Linked DNA regions of Mus musculus: all the other regions are linked to region 2. Evidence: chromatin contacts called from public Hi-C and promoter capture Hi-C data. All regions are on one chromosome and are shown on one strand. The core of a region is the stretch at or near the end of the contact, and the rest is flanking DNA. Distances in the headings are between cores, read along the strand shown. Region 1 holds the start of Trappc3 (trafficking protein particle complex 3). Region 2 holds the start of Gnl2 (guanine nucleotide binding protein-like 2 (nucleolar)). Region 3 holds the start of Sfpq (splicing factor proline/glutamine rich (polypyrimidine tract binding protein associated)). Region 4 holds the start of Sh3d21 (SH3 domain containing 21).

The links. Promoter capture Hi-C pulls out the DNA fragments that hold promoters and counts their contacts. A called contact is a pair of places that touch in the nucleus more often than the background predicts.
Region 1: a contact with region 2 is called in a Hi-C map of B cells, with 6 read pairs. The contact joins the promoter of Trappc3 here to the promoter of Gnl2 in region 2. A contact is called at or near these places in 1 of 484 Hi-C or Micro-C datasets (B cells) and 2 of 115 datasets of contacts at active chromatin or transcription factors (astrocytes and microglia).
Region 3: a contact with region 2 is called in a promoter capture Hi-C map of liver, with 7 times the contacts expected there. The contact joins the promoter of Sfpq here to the promoter of Gnl2 in region 2. A contact is called at or near these places in 2 of 39 promoter capture datasets (liver and pre-B cells) and 1 of 9 other capture datasets (adipose tissue).
Region 4: a promoter capture Hi-C map of pre-B cells shows a contact between it and region 2, with 4 times the contacts expected there. The contact joins the promoter of Sh3d21 here to the promoter of Gnl2 in region 2. A contact is called at or near these places in 2 of 39 promoter capture datasets (liver and pre-B cells).

Annotation. Positions count from the first base shown.
Region 1 is chr4:126,260,946-126,264,306 of GRCm38.p6, reverse strand. Trappc3 (trafficking protein particle complex 3) reads right to left here and starts at 1,902. Exons shown (of 5, transcript NM_013718.2): 1 at 1,770-1,902. The coding sequence starts at 1,811.
Region 2 is chr4:125,028,528-125,031,667 of GRCm38.p6, reverse strand. Gnl2 (guanine nucleotide binding protein-like 2 (nucleolar)) reads right to left here and starts at 1,654. Exons shown (of 16, transcript NM_145552.2): 1 at 1,474-1,654. The coding sequence starts at 1,537.
Region 3 is chr4:127,019,673-127,022,557 of GRCm38.p6, reverse strand. It overlaps Sfpq (splicing factor proline/glutamine rich (polypyrimidine tract binding protein associated)), which reads right to left and starts at 1,257. Exons shown (of 10, transcript NM_023603.3): 1 at 338-1,257. The coding sequence starts at 1,141.
Region 4 is chr4:126,161,415-126,164,677 of GRCm38.p6, reverse strand. Sh3d21 (SH3 domain containing 21) reads left to right here and starts at 1,337. Exons shown (of 16, transcript NM_001162533.1): 1 at 1,337-1,453; 2 at 1,555-1,712; 3 at 1,813-1,876; 4 at 2,107-2,225; 5 at 2,412-2,502; 6 at 2,655-2,710; 7 at 2,898-2,943; 8 at 3,055-3,155; 9 at 3,257-3,263. The coding sequence starts at 1,450. Thrap3 (thyroid hormone receptor associated protein 3) reads left to right here. Exons shown (of 12, transcript NM_001356455.1): 12 at 1-596.

The DNA.
Region 1 (3,361 bases), core at 653-3,152, 1.2 Mb before region 2:
TATATTTTCTTCTAGATGACATTGTTTTCTAGCACAAAACTCTCAACTACTGTTATTTCTTCCAGAAATCTCCCCCATCGTGTGTATGTGTGTGTGTGCATGCTCGGTCCCCTAAAACTGATTCTTAACTTACCATCCCCAGAGTATGCTGAGGCCCACACAAATCCCTGGAAAATACAAACAAATGTGTGTATATGAAATGTGTGTATATGATGTCGGGTTTTTGCATTTTGTGTTTGCGGTGCTAGGATCCAACTCAGCTTTGATCACTGAGTTCGTGTTTGTGTAATTTAATATTTGTGTAGAGATGAATCATTGCTGTCATTGTGTCTTGAAAGTGGTCCGAGGGTTATAAAGAACCAGCCTAGGGACTTGGAGATTTAGGTCAGTGGTAGAGCGCTTGCCTAGCAAGCACAAGGCTCTGGGTTAGAGTCTCAGCTCTGGGGGTGGGGTGGGGTGGGGTGGGGAAGAACCAGCCTGGAATAACAGGGATTCCACCTGTGCTGGCTGTTCCTGGTATAAGACACAAAGTCTAATCATACTGAATCATACTGTCCAGAGTGGAGTACATAGGTTTCCAGATCTAGTCAGCAGGCAGGCAACCTCGGATTGGTCCCGCTGTTTTTTGAAGTCTGAATTCAGAGTATCCTGCATATGCATCCTACCACTGAGTTACCTCCCAAACCTGATGTGAGCCCCACACCCCACGTCCCCAACACTCTGTGTGTTAAAAATAGTTTCAAGTAGTAGCTTCAAGTAGCCTACGCTGGCCTCCATCTTATCTCGGGCTAAGGACAACCCTGAATTCCTGACCCTTTTTCTCTACCATCCGAGGGCTGGGATTACAGGCATGCATGAGCAAGCTTAGTTTACGTGGTGCTGGGAATTCAACTCAGGGCCTTGTGCATGCTAAGCAGACACTCTACCAACTGGAGCTACAGTTCCGCTCCCAGATGTTCAGTTTGAAACTCCAAAGCAAAGGCACAGCATGGGCAGTTCTGCAAAAGAATACACTAAAAACAAACAAACAAACAAACAAAAAACACTTGACAAGAAAGCCTCTTTCCTTGGGATTCGGAGAAAATTGATATCCACCTGACTCTCCAGACCCAGTCCAGCCCAGCCCAGCCTTTTGGGATTATATCCTGTCCCACTACTCCCAGGTTAGGGAAGGAACCACAGTTATCCTCTCAACCATTACAGGGGCCACTGAATACTTAGGCCGGCTCACTCCTTAATGTTAGATGGCAAGTCCCCTTCTGACAAGACCACTGTCTAAGTCTCACAATGCCTAAAGCATAGTGAAAAGCTGAAATATTCACTGTAGAAATGGAGGGGCATGGGTTTAAATCCTAACTCTTCCGAAGTGTAAATCTGGATGTCCCATAAACTTCACTGAGCTGTAAAACGCCATAACATTATCCACCTAGAAGAGGTTACCTTGTGATAATGACATAATGGAAGCAATAGCCTAGCACCAAACGCACAGTAAGAGATCAGTAAATGGTTGGTACTGTTATTGATTACCGTCGCTGTTGTTGGTTTAGCACTCGACCCCGAGAGACCTGGGTGTAGCGGGCGGAGGGGCAACTCAGGGGTCCCCCCAAGCTGCCCCAGCGCCGGACGCCTAGGGAATGACCCACACTGGGACTTCCCCATCCCACAGCTCACAGCAGGACTCATTTGACAATCACTTGGAGCGCCAGCACCAGGCCCCTTCCCAGGAAGCTTCGATTCCGCCCGGCCCGCCGGGTCACGCGCTCAGTTACCATTTTCTTGCTCTCCGTGCCACGGTTCGCCTGCCTCGACATGGTGCCCACCGTTCAGTGCCGCCTCACCTCACCTCCTCACAACCCAGATCCCAGACCCCGGGAGTCGCCGATTCAACCCAGCCGCGGCCCCTCAGCGTCTAGGACTGACCGGCCCCTCCTCACTGCGCCTGCGCGGTGTGGCGCAGAGGACCCCGGGACTTGTGGTTCGGCTGACCAAAGTCAGACTACAGCATCCGGCAGTTCTACCCGGAAGTCCCACCCGTGATTCAGCTCGAGCTGCAGCTCCGGAATGCTACCAGCGCCCGGGTGGCTGCACCATTATGGCCGCTAGGTGGCATCCGCACCTTGTGGTAGTCCTACATTGTCCACAGAGTGTCCTTATTTTCCTCCCCCACGACTGGCACTGTGATGTTCTGCAAATTCTTCTCTCTCCCAGACTGGTCTTGGAAAGTCCCTATTTCGAACTGTTTTCTGTTGCTGCAGATCAGCTCCAGAAGCGCCCAGGATGTCCTGAAAAACTAGCGATGGCTCACACAGAGGTCTAAAGTTCATTATAAAAAGTTTGCATGACCACATATTCTATGTCAGGATAGTTAACGGCTTTCTCTTTCAACTGCCATCTGTTCCCAAACCCCAAACACAGCCAAGCCCTGCATCCTTACACTTGTGGCCTTTTTAACAAATCCAAATCACTTACCGTCCCTTCTCTAGAACAGCTACCCTGCCTAGTTCCCAGAAAAACCAAGATGCCGGCTGTGGTGGCACTCAGTGCCGAGTTCTAATCCCAGGCTTGCCATCTGAGGCCAGATGCTGAAGTTCTTTCAGTTGCTGTAAATATTAATGAGACATGAGCACAGATCGTGGGCACAGAAAAGGCACAGAGGAAATGTGATTCCCTTCGAGCTACACTATCAAGACAGTCCAACAGATCCAAACACAGCCCAACAATCGTTGAGGAATGTGCTAGCTGACCAAACCCTTCTTACCCTTCACAGAGGCAAAGCCCTGTCATCACTGACCACAGCCCTTTGGATTTGGCTCCGGCCGTCTCTCCTTAGTGGTCAGCCCTGTGGGCACTGTGCTTGGAATTCAGGTCTCCTCGCTTCAGCCTGCTTGTCTGTCTCTGCAGCAACTATATACTGTTGTGTACCACCCGGCCTTCACCATGACAACTGCTCTGTCCAGATACTGAGCCAGCTAGGCTAGGAGAAGGCTGGAGGGGGGCAAGGGTTTCTCCCAGTCTTTCCCTGAGGTTATAGGACCAATCATTATTATAGCCTTCTCCCTGTAGTACAGACATTCCGGGGCCTCCCTAGAGGCAGAGATCCCTGACTCTCCATCCTGTGGCACGACCTCAGGAGGCTGCATGAGGGTCTCTAGAAGGGAGCAGAAGAAGAAGACAGAAGTCTGTAGCCTTGGGAGAGTAGCAGTGAGGCTAGTCCAGAGCCTCCTTCATTCCCAGGAGAGGGGACAGCTGAGGTGAAAACAGCAGTTGGCCAGCCTGTCAGTCGGTCTGGGCTCCTCCCTGCCGGCTGCCTTGGCTGCCCACAGAAACCTGAGTCACAGTCACAGGCAGCCGCCTGACCCCA
Region 2 (3,140 bases), core at 405-2,904:
TAATACCATATCCTGCCCACATGTCTCTGCACTAAACACACACAGCGTGTCAGTGAAGGCCAGAAGTGGGTGGCAGATCTCTTGGAACTGGAGTTACAGATAGATGGTCGTCTGTATCATGGGTGCTGGGAATCACTGCAGGTCCCCTGCAAGAACAGCCAGCGTTCTTAACCCCTGAGCCATCTCTCCAGCCCCTCCCACTCTAAATTTTAAGAGAGAACCCAAAATCAAACTAAACCCCTGGAGGGCTCTCCTGAGAAGTCGGCCCACACACATCTGGCTACCTATCCTTTTCCTGAGTCCCTCTTCCTACCAACCCTCAAGGTTTCCGTCTACATTTTTCAGCTGTTGATAAACTTAACCCCTGCTTAGAAACATCATCACACTAATCACCAACCAATCCCAAGTGAATCTTCCAAATGCATGGTATTATGTGACTTAATACAGTTATAAAAGATCACAAAGTAACGCAGCAACTTTCCTGCATGTTCTCCTTTAGTACTGCTACATACACAGTACTAAACATTATACGGATATATGTGGGTAGATGCCTTGAAGGCCAGAGGTATCAGATTCCCCTTGGAGTTGAACTTCCAGGTAGGTGAGAGCTGATTGAACTGGAATTGAACTCTGGTCCTCCTGCAACAGCAGTACGAGTGAGCTCTTATTCTCCCCATGTTCTCTCCAGTCTCTGAGTGTTTTCATCATTTTTTTAAAAAAATCTAATCAAAACCCTAATTATGCAAATTACAAGGAGATACAGAAGTCAGCTATCCTTGCAGCCTTACGGAGACAAGAGTATACCTAATTTTTCCCCCCACCAGTTTGAGACAGTCTCACTATGCAGACCAGGCTGGCCTCGAATTCACAAGAGATCTGTCTGTCCTGCCTTCCCAGTATTGGGAACTACAGGGATGCGTCACCAAGCCCCTCTATGACTAACCCATATTTAAACACAGTTTTAGTAGCTAAATCAAAGTGGGAGGGACTCCTCGAAAGCCTGTTTTGTTTGCCCTGTAGATGGGAATTTCTCGTATCTCAAAACCACCTCTATTGAAATCACTATATTTACCTGAAGTGTTGCTTATGCATGGTCTGATTCCACGGTCAAAGCTAAGGTGGCACGAATGCTATGGTTAAGGGTAAAATGCCACCTGGGCCAACCTACTCCACTCTGTGTCTTCAGTCTGTACCCTGTAGTCCAGATAGCCACTAACTCGTGATCCCCTCTGCCTCAGCTTCCTAAGTGCTGGGATGACAGGCATGTGCCAGGACTCCAGGACCCTAGCCCACTTTTAACTTGCCTTTCTCTACACCTCCTCCTGAGAGGCCTCGGGGCTGCCAGAGGCTGGCGTGACTCATCCCCCAACTTTAGAGCAGGTGCCTAGACCTCGGGTCCGCCGCCCAGGCCGGAACGGGCCTTCCTCCGTCCCCGACGGCTCCTGCGGCCTGGTCCCGCCCGGTCCGCCGTACCTGGGTTGGTGCTGGCCGCCGAGCGGTTGATGGTGCTCCGTCCTTTGTACTTGGGCTTCACCATCCTGACGACAGTACCGACACCGCTCTGCTACTCGCGAGGTAAACCACTTCACGACTTCCCAGCCGGGAAAGCGTCCTGTGTGAAGCACGTTGGACCCTGAACACGCGCGACGTCACTTCCGCTCGCGCTACGCGACTTCCTGAGAGCGCGCGGCGCTTGCCTAAGGCTGACCCGGCTCCGCCTCTGTCCTGCTCCCGCCTCCCCCGGGTCTAGCAACCGTCAAGCGTCCCTTCCATAGCAACGTCCAGGGCACCGGGCAGTCCTGGGTTTAGTGAGAAAAAGAGAGAAAGAGAAAAAGAGAGAAGCCTGTTCTCGGCCCAGTGCATGAGCTGATGGGAATTTGCCCTCTGAACCTTTCTAAAAGTGTTCCAGCAAGAGCGGGCAAATATCAGAACAGGTCATACCTGCCTTTAAATTTTAGGCTGGAGTAGAGCAGTTTTTAGTAACAACAGACTTTGGATTCAAGCCTCAGCTTGAAAGAAAGAGAGAGAGACAGAGAGACAGAGAGAGAGACAGAGAGAGAGAGAGAGAGAGAGAGAGAGAGACAGAGAGAGAGAGAGAGAGAGATTTTAAATTCTCCAATGGTTTATTATCGCAAAGAGAGACAGATTCAAACTCCTTCCAATCCCTACAAAACTTGTGATCTGGCTCCGTTCCTCTGACCTCATTTCTCCCTCTTCTGACATTTACACTGAATGTTGCTCTGTTTGATCACACATTCCCTGAATCGGCATCGCTGGTTCCTTCTGGTCAGTTCCTGCTCAAATATCCTCTATCCATAGGATTGCAAACACTAGCAAATTCATCAGCATGGTGACACACACCTATAATACCAATGCTCAAAAGGCAGAGGAAGGAGTTCCAGACTTGTCCACATTATATAGCATGACTTGTCTCCAAGAAGGTGGAGGAGTAGGAGTAGGAGCAGGAGGAGGGGGAGGAGGAGGAGGAGGGGGAAGCAGGAGGGGGGGAGGAGAACATCAAGAAAAAAAATACAAGACAGTGAAATTTGAATTTCAGGTTAAAAATAAATAAACACACTTTCTAGCTTATATTCCAATCATCGTTTAGGATAACTTAAAGGATCTAAGGAAACATGATATACTTGAGAGGCTAAGGCAGGAGGATTGTCACAAGTTCAAATCCAGCTTGAGCTACATAGAGAGACCCTACACCAAAAGATTTTTTTCACTGTTCACTTGTTTTTAAATGGAACTACATTCTCTTGATCTATCTGGCAGCAGCTCCTTTGGCAGAAGTATTTGCTGAGTTACTGATTTAAGTCAGCCACTCTCTTCCTGTTATTCCATCCCACCTCACTTCACGGCACATGCCACTACCCGAAATGACTCTGTTCACAAGAGCATTGGCTGCTTTCTTGGGTCTAGGCCATAAGCTTAGGAAAATGGAAATCAGGTACGTTATTCACCTCCGTGTCCCCAGAACGTAACAAAGCTGAGTGTGTTGGCATGAGCCTCTAACCTCAGCATTTGAGGTTAGACTATCTGCCGTGAGTTCAAGGCTAGTCTAGCCTGGGCTATATAGGAAGATACAAGCCAAACTGTAGAAAAAGACATTATCTTTTTGTTTGTTTGTTTGCTTG
Region 3 (2,885 bases), core at 8-2,507, 2.0 Mb before region 2:
CAGACTAGGAAGACAGCACCAAGTTGCCCTGTTTTCTCCCAAACAGAGGCCTCCGACGTGCACTAGTTGGGTCCCAAGGGACCGGACCGCTAGCCTCTAGCGGATTACCGCCAAGACGTGAGGATGCCCTCCCGCTGGAAGCCAATCCCTAGCGGCCTCCACAGCCCGCCGCGCGTCCGCCCCGCCTGCGCAAGCATGCGCAGGAGCGCTTCCGGCAGGGGACAAAATGGAGGCCCTCTAGGCTGCGGGCGGGGGGGAAGAGGAAAAAAAAACGCCGAGGGTAGGCAGGCGCCGCCATCTTAGGGAAACGGACGGCTTTGCTCGAGAACCCGCTCACCTCCGAGTCGGAGATCTTCTCCTCCGTGCGCGGTCCCGGTCCGCCGGGAGGGGGCCCCTGGTGGTGCTGCTGGTGGTAGGGCGCATGATGCTGCCGGCCCCCACGGGGCTCGCCGCCACCTCGGTGTGGTGGCTTCGGGTGGCCACCAGGAGCGCCCATGCCCGGGCCACCTCCAGGCTTAGGCCCACCGGGCATCTTGCCGCCTTTTGGACCGCCAGGGCCTGGCCCCGGCTTAGGCCCCGGCCCGGCGCCCCCGGCGGGCGGTGGCGGAGGGCCGCCGGTCTGTGGAGGGGTGGTCGAGACTCCGCTGCTCGGCGTCGATGGGGGAGGCGGTCCGGGGGCGGTGGAGGGGACGGCGGGCGGCGGAGTCGGGGTTGGACCAGGGCCCGGAGGGGCGCCGGTGGTCGGGGGGTTGGCGGGCGGAGCCGAGACCGCCGGCGGAGGCGCACTGCTCACCCCCGGCGCCGAGCCGGGGCCTTGGGGGACGACGGGCTTGGATTCCTGCGGCGGAGGCGGGGGCTGTTGATGGGGCGGCTGGTGCGGCGGCGGCTGCTGGTGCGGCGGCGGCTGCTGCGGCGGAGGCTGCTGCGGCGGCGGCTGCTGCTGCTGCTGGTGAGGAGGTGGAGGCGGGAGCGGCGGCTTCGGGCCGCCAGGGCCCGGGCCCATGGGGCCGCGGTTCTGGTTGAGGCCCATGCCCGGCGGCGGAGAGCGGAAGTCGTGAAGGCCGCCGCGGCCGCCACCTCCTCCACGCCGGTGAAAGCCTCCACCGCCGCCACCGCGACTCCGGAACCGATCCCGAGACATAGCTGTAGTCAAGGGGCGGTCGAGGCAGAAGCGGAGAAGTCGCTCAGGGAACGTGGTTGCCACCTTGCTGAGCACAAAATGGCGGACGACACAAGCTGCGCGCCGCCTTTGTCCTCTTCTTAAATAGGACAGTTCGGCCTGGCCCGCCTTCCCTAGATTGACAGCTCGGACAGCCAATAGCAAGTACAGTACTTGATGATGAAACCTAAGTTTTTCCAATTGGCTCCCTAGTGAGAGGCGGGAGGTAGGGAGGGCTGGGATTTCCATTTGACCAATAAACGGATAAGAAAGTGTCTATACGCCTTTGTGATTTGTTGGAAGAAATTTGAATGGGCATGCCCTGCAACTTTCGCGTGAAATTAAATATCCAGGGCCCTATCAGCTCCTGATAGCGCTGAAAGGCTATTTTCTTTCCTCTTATGAGTAGTCCGCTATTCTTGGCTAACATCTTCGCTGGGTTCAAGGTTATAAATTGAACTTGTGCTGTCTCTTATTCCTACGCCAATGAAGTTAGAGTCAATTTCACAGAGTTTAATCTCAACGGTTTTACTTTTATTGAAACCCTATCAAAGGCTAGCAGATTGGCAAACACGTGAGCCCAAAATTTGGGAGGAGGAGGCACTAGTAATCAGGACTGCAAGTTTATCTTTACATTATCAATTACATTGAGTTCAAAACCAGCTTGGGCTACATGAAACGTAATAAAATAAAAATAATAAAATAAAATAGAAGCCCCGGTTGTTTTGGCATATGCCTTTAATCCTAGCACTCTGGAAGCAGAAAGGACTCCAAGTTCAAAGCCAGCCTGGGCTGCATAGTAAATTCCAGGACAGCCAGGACTGCACAAAGAAACCCTGCCTCCAAAAAAATTAATGAATAAATAAAAGTAAAGATTTAAGAAAAAGGAAGCCGGGTGTGAGTTCCAGGACAGCCAGGGCTATACAGAGAAACCCTGTCTTGAAAAACCAAAAAAAAAAAAAAAAAAAAAAAAAAAAGGGAAAAAAAAAAACATTATTTCATAGCAACACGTTTGTTGTAATACTATAAAATTTGCCATTAGGTTTGAGTGAATGCAGTCTTTGTCCAAGAGGGAAAAGTATGGAGAGAGCTGAGGACACAGCCTTTGGGGTTCTGGCTTGTGTGACATGCAGAAGACTCACTTTATTCTCCAGCAGAAGGGTAAATGAGGTAGATGTGACTCCATGTGTGTGTACAGTAACAATTTACAAGCACAAATCATGGGAGAGGAAATTGTTTTTGATTTTGTTCAAGACGGGGTTACTCTGCATAGCCCTGGCTGTCCTAGAACTACTTCTGTAGACCAGACTGGCCTCAAACTCAGCCCTCCACCTGCCTCTGCCTCCCAGGTGCTGGGACTAAAAGCATGCATCCACCAGGTCAGCCGAGATTTCCTTTTTATTCCCTCCCTTTAAAGCTTCATGAACATTGGGTTTTAACCGGGATGGGGCTGGTGCATGCCTTTGATCCCATCAGGCATGTGGTAGAAGCAGTCATATCTCTTGAGTTCTAGGCCAGCCTGGTCTACACAGTGAGTTTCAGGCCAGCAAGAAAGATACATAGTGAAACACTGTTGAAAAAAAAAAATGTTTATGCATGGCTGAGGCCATAACTCAGTCATAAAGGGCTTGAGGCCCTAGATTCAACTCTCAGCCCACAACACTAATGTTTTGTTGTTGTTTTCTTTTGTTTTATGATATTTAGGTATCAATAAGTACTGGTATGA
Region 4 (3,263 bases), core at 88-2,587, 1.1 Mb before region 2:
TCTCCACCAGCAGCTCCAGTGTCCCAACCTTTGTAGTCCTGCTGGTCTTCAGCAAGAGGAGTGGAAACTGGAGGGCAGTTTCTGGACGGTTTTCTAAGAAACTTCTGAATTCTATTATCTTTACAAATACAAGATGAGAAAATAATTTTTTCAATATTTTTTATTAATCTTTTTATAAAATGAAAAGAAACGCCTATGATTAAGGATGGTGGTTATGGCTGGGTGGTCTGTGGGGTTGTGTGTTTTTGGGTTTTTCCTTTTTTTTTTCTCTTTAACCTTACGTTTTGGGTTGAAACATTTTCAGATGTTGGGGGGCATCCTCATTAAAGGGTCCTTGTGCTTGCCTTCCGGGGCAGCGGTCCCCAGCAGGTGAACCGCTGCCTGCGCGCATCTGTTGGACGCCGACTGCACCCTCCTCCCTCCCCAGCCTTCGCTCTTGGGTTGTTGTGCATACTTCCCTTTACTTTGCTAATTTCAATAGTTATGTTGGTTTTACTTGAATGATTCATGTTTAGGGGAGAACAAAAAAACACCCTTAAATTTTTGTTTCAACTCCTCCTGCAAATAAAAACAATAAATGAAGTGGCAGATGTAAACGGACTGTGTTTGTTGCTTGTGTGAGTGACCCTGGGTTAATAGGTCCCATAGAATATACCATAGTTTTCGTCTCTGGGAAGAAGGACTTCTTGTTCTCAGTGGAGGCTGTGCATTCTGTGTTTTTGACTCCTCCAAGAACCAAACCTAGCTACCATGCCAGAAGTCAGGACTTTGGCTTCCTTGGTGCTGGGGCAGGGGTCAAGGCTGCAGTGAGCTGGCTCGGCCTTTATATGTTAACCCACAAGGAAGAGGTGAGCCTAGCCCAACTGGTAAACTGGGTGGACCCTAACCTTCAGACTCTTGCCAGCCCTTATTAAAAGTTGATTCTTGCTGCCTTTCCCCAAGGAGAATCTGCAGTAGTTATCAGAAATCCAACTAGGCCCCCAAGTGAGTCGAAGCTTCAGGGGGGGTTGAAGTTTGGAATATACCCGCCATAGCTTTTCAGAGACAGGAGCTAGTATCTCTATCTGGGGCCACTTTCCCAGGAATGGCCCCACCCTGGTATGTACCTCTTCCACCTTCCCCTGCAGCTAAGAACTTGCAAGCCAGAAGAGGGTGGGCCAGGAAATGTTATAAAAGACATAGAGTCTGGCCTAGGTTGGGAGACTTGGCTAAAGTAGAGCTCTTGGGGAAGCTGTTACCCCAGCCCTGGGCTGAGACCCTGGACTCCTCCTTCAAGAATTGGGGCCCAACCTGCTGAGCCAGGCCGCCCACTCCTACTACCTGGATCCTGACCTATGACTCGAGTCTCCGCCTCATCCACATCCAGTCTACCGCCTGGCGGCTTCGCCCGCCCTCCGAGCACCCAATGCCCAGCCTGACGGTCAGGCTGCGCAGGGAGCCCCAGAAGTCATGGGTATGTGTGTGGGGGTTCGGGGTGGGTTCTTCTAAACACTTTCCGAAGGGCAAAGTCCACGGACGTCCCCACAGCCTTTCTTAGCTCGCTTCCGCCCGTAGAGGTCCTGGTCCTGGCCAGATACCGAGCGCAGACGGAGGACGAGCTGAGTCTGGCTCCGGGGGACGTGATCCGGCAGGTGTGCGCGGGGCCCGCTCGGGGCTGGCTGCTTGGGGAGTTGCGGGGCCGCCGCGGTCGCTTCCCCAAGCGCCTGGTGCAGGTGAGGCCTGGTACGGGTATGGCTGCGCGGGGGAGCAGGAGCGGCCCTGGCCTCAGCCTCGGGCCTTGTGCCTAGTGCCGCCCCTATGTGATTTTCCCAGGAGATTCCGGAGGCCCTGCGGGGCGTCACCGAGTCCAGACCGCGCTTTCCGCGCCGTAGTCGCCGTGAGTCGGGCGCTGGGCCGGCGGGTGGGGCCTCACTGCCCGCGTGGAACATGACGGCTGTGGGTGGGGCACCCGCGGCTATTTTGCAGCCCCCTGATTGGCTTGAAGTACAATGCTCCGCTCGAGGGCGGGGCCTGAAGCTACTAAAGGGAGTTCTGGGGTCCAACTCTTCCCCAGTGCTGCAGACGGGGCTCCCTGCTCAGAGCTGCTTCCCTGCTTGTCTGGCCTAGGTCACCCCATCAACTCTCGGGACCCCCAAAGATGGTGCAGAGTGAACTTCAACTACAGCCCAGAGCAGGCAGACGAGCTGACGCTTCAAACTGGGGAGATTTTGGAAGTGATAAAGGAGGTGAGGGGTCCTGGGGGCACTTGGGGAGATGCTGCAGCTATTCACACAGAAGAAAGTGAAGTAAGGGTGGGGGCGATGGGAAGGGAGGCAGCTGGGGAGGATGTAGTCCTTGGGTAGAACCAAGGATGGACACCTCAGTTACTCTTGGACAGAACCAGATGCTCCCGCATCCTTCCCCTTCCCCAGATTGAGGACGGCTGGTGGCTGGGAGAGAAGAACGGGCAGTTGGGAGCCTTCCCATCCAACTTTGTGGAATTGCTGGACAGTGGGCCCCCAAGTGAGACCGTGACCCTGTGATCCCCTGGGACCAGACTCAGCAATCTTCAGCGATCTTCCCAGTGACCCTCCTGACCTCGTGACCCCTTTGGCCCCCTCCCTTGACCTAGCTAAATTAGCACCTCCCTAACACCATCGATTCTTCTTCTGCAGGCCTTGGAAATACAGACATACCGCCAATTACCCCAAATTCACAGAGGCCTCCTAAGGTAAATTGGGTCATGGTGGGCACAGCCAGCGAATTCTTTCCCCCCTGCCCCCAGAGCTGAGGATTGAACCCAGGGCCTTGGGCTTGCTAGGCAAGCGCTCTACCACTGAGCTAAATCTCCAACTCCCAGCGAATTCTTAAAATGGCTTGACACTTGTCTCATTCCCCCCTTTCTCTGCCCCCAATAGTTGAGCAACTTGACATATGACAGCCCTCCAGACTACCTGCGGACAGGTGAGCCCTCCCTCGGTACCAGATCTATGTGGGAGGTGAACTGGCTAGGTTGTTGGAGGGAGTCACTGGCTGCGGAGGGAAGGGCTACACACTAGAGTGACCTTCTTTTAGTCTCCTGCCCTGAGACCTGCAGGGTCCTATTTGACTACCAACCCGAGGCCCCAGATGAGCTGGCACTGCAGAAGGGGGACCTGGTGAAAGTTCTGAGAAAGGTATGAGAGGATTAGGAGTTACAGAAGAGTAAGGAGTGGGGCCCAGGCAAGAAGAACTTGAGCGATGCTCACCTCCCCCCACTGGCTTGTTTCCTAACCAGACAACTG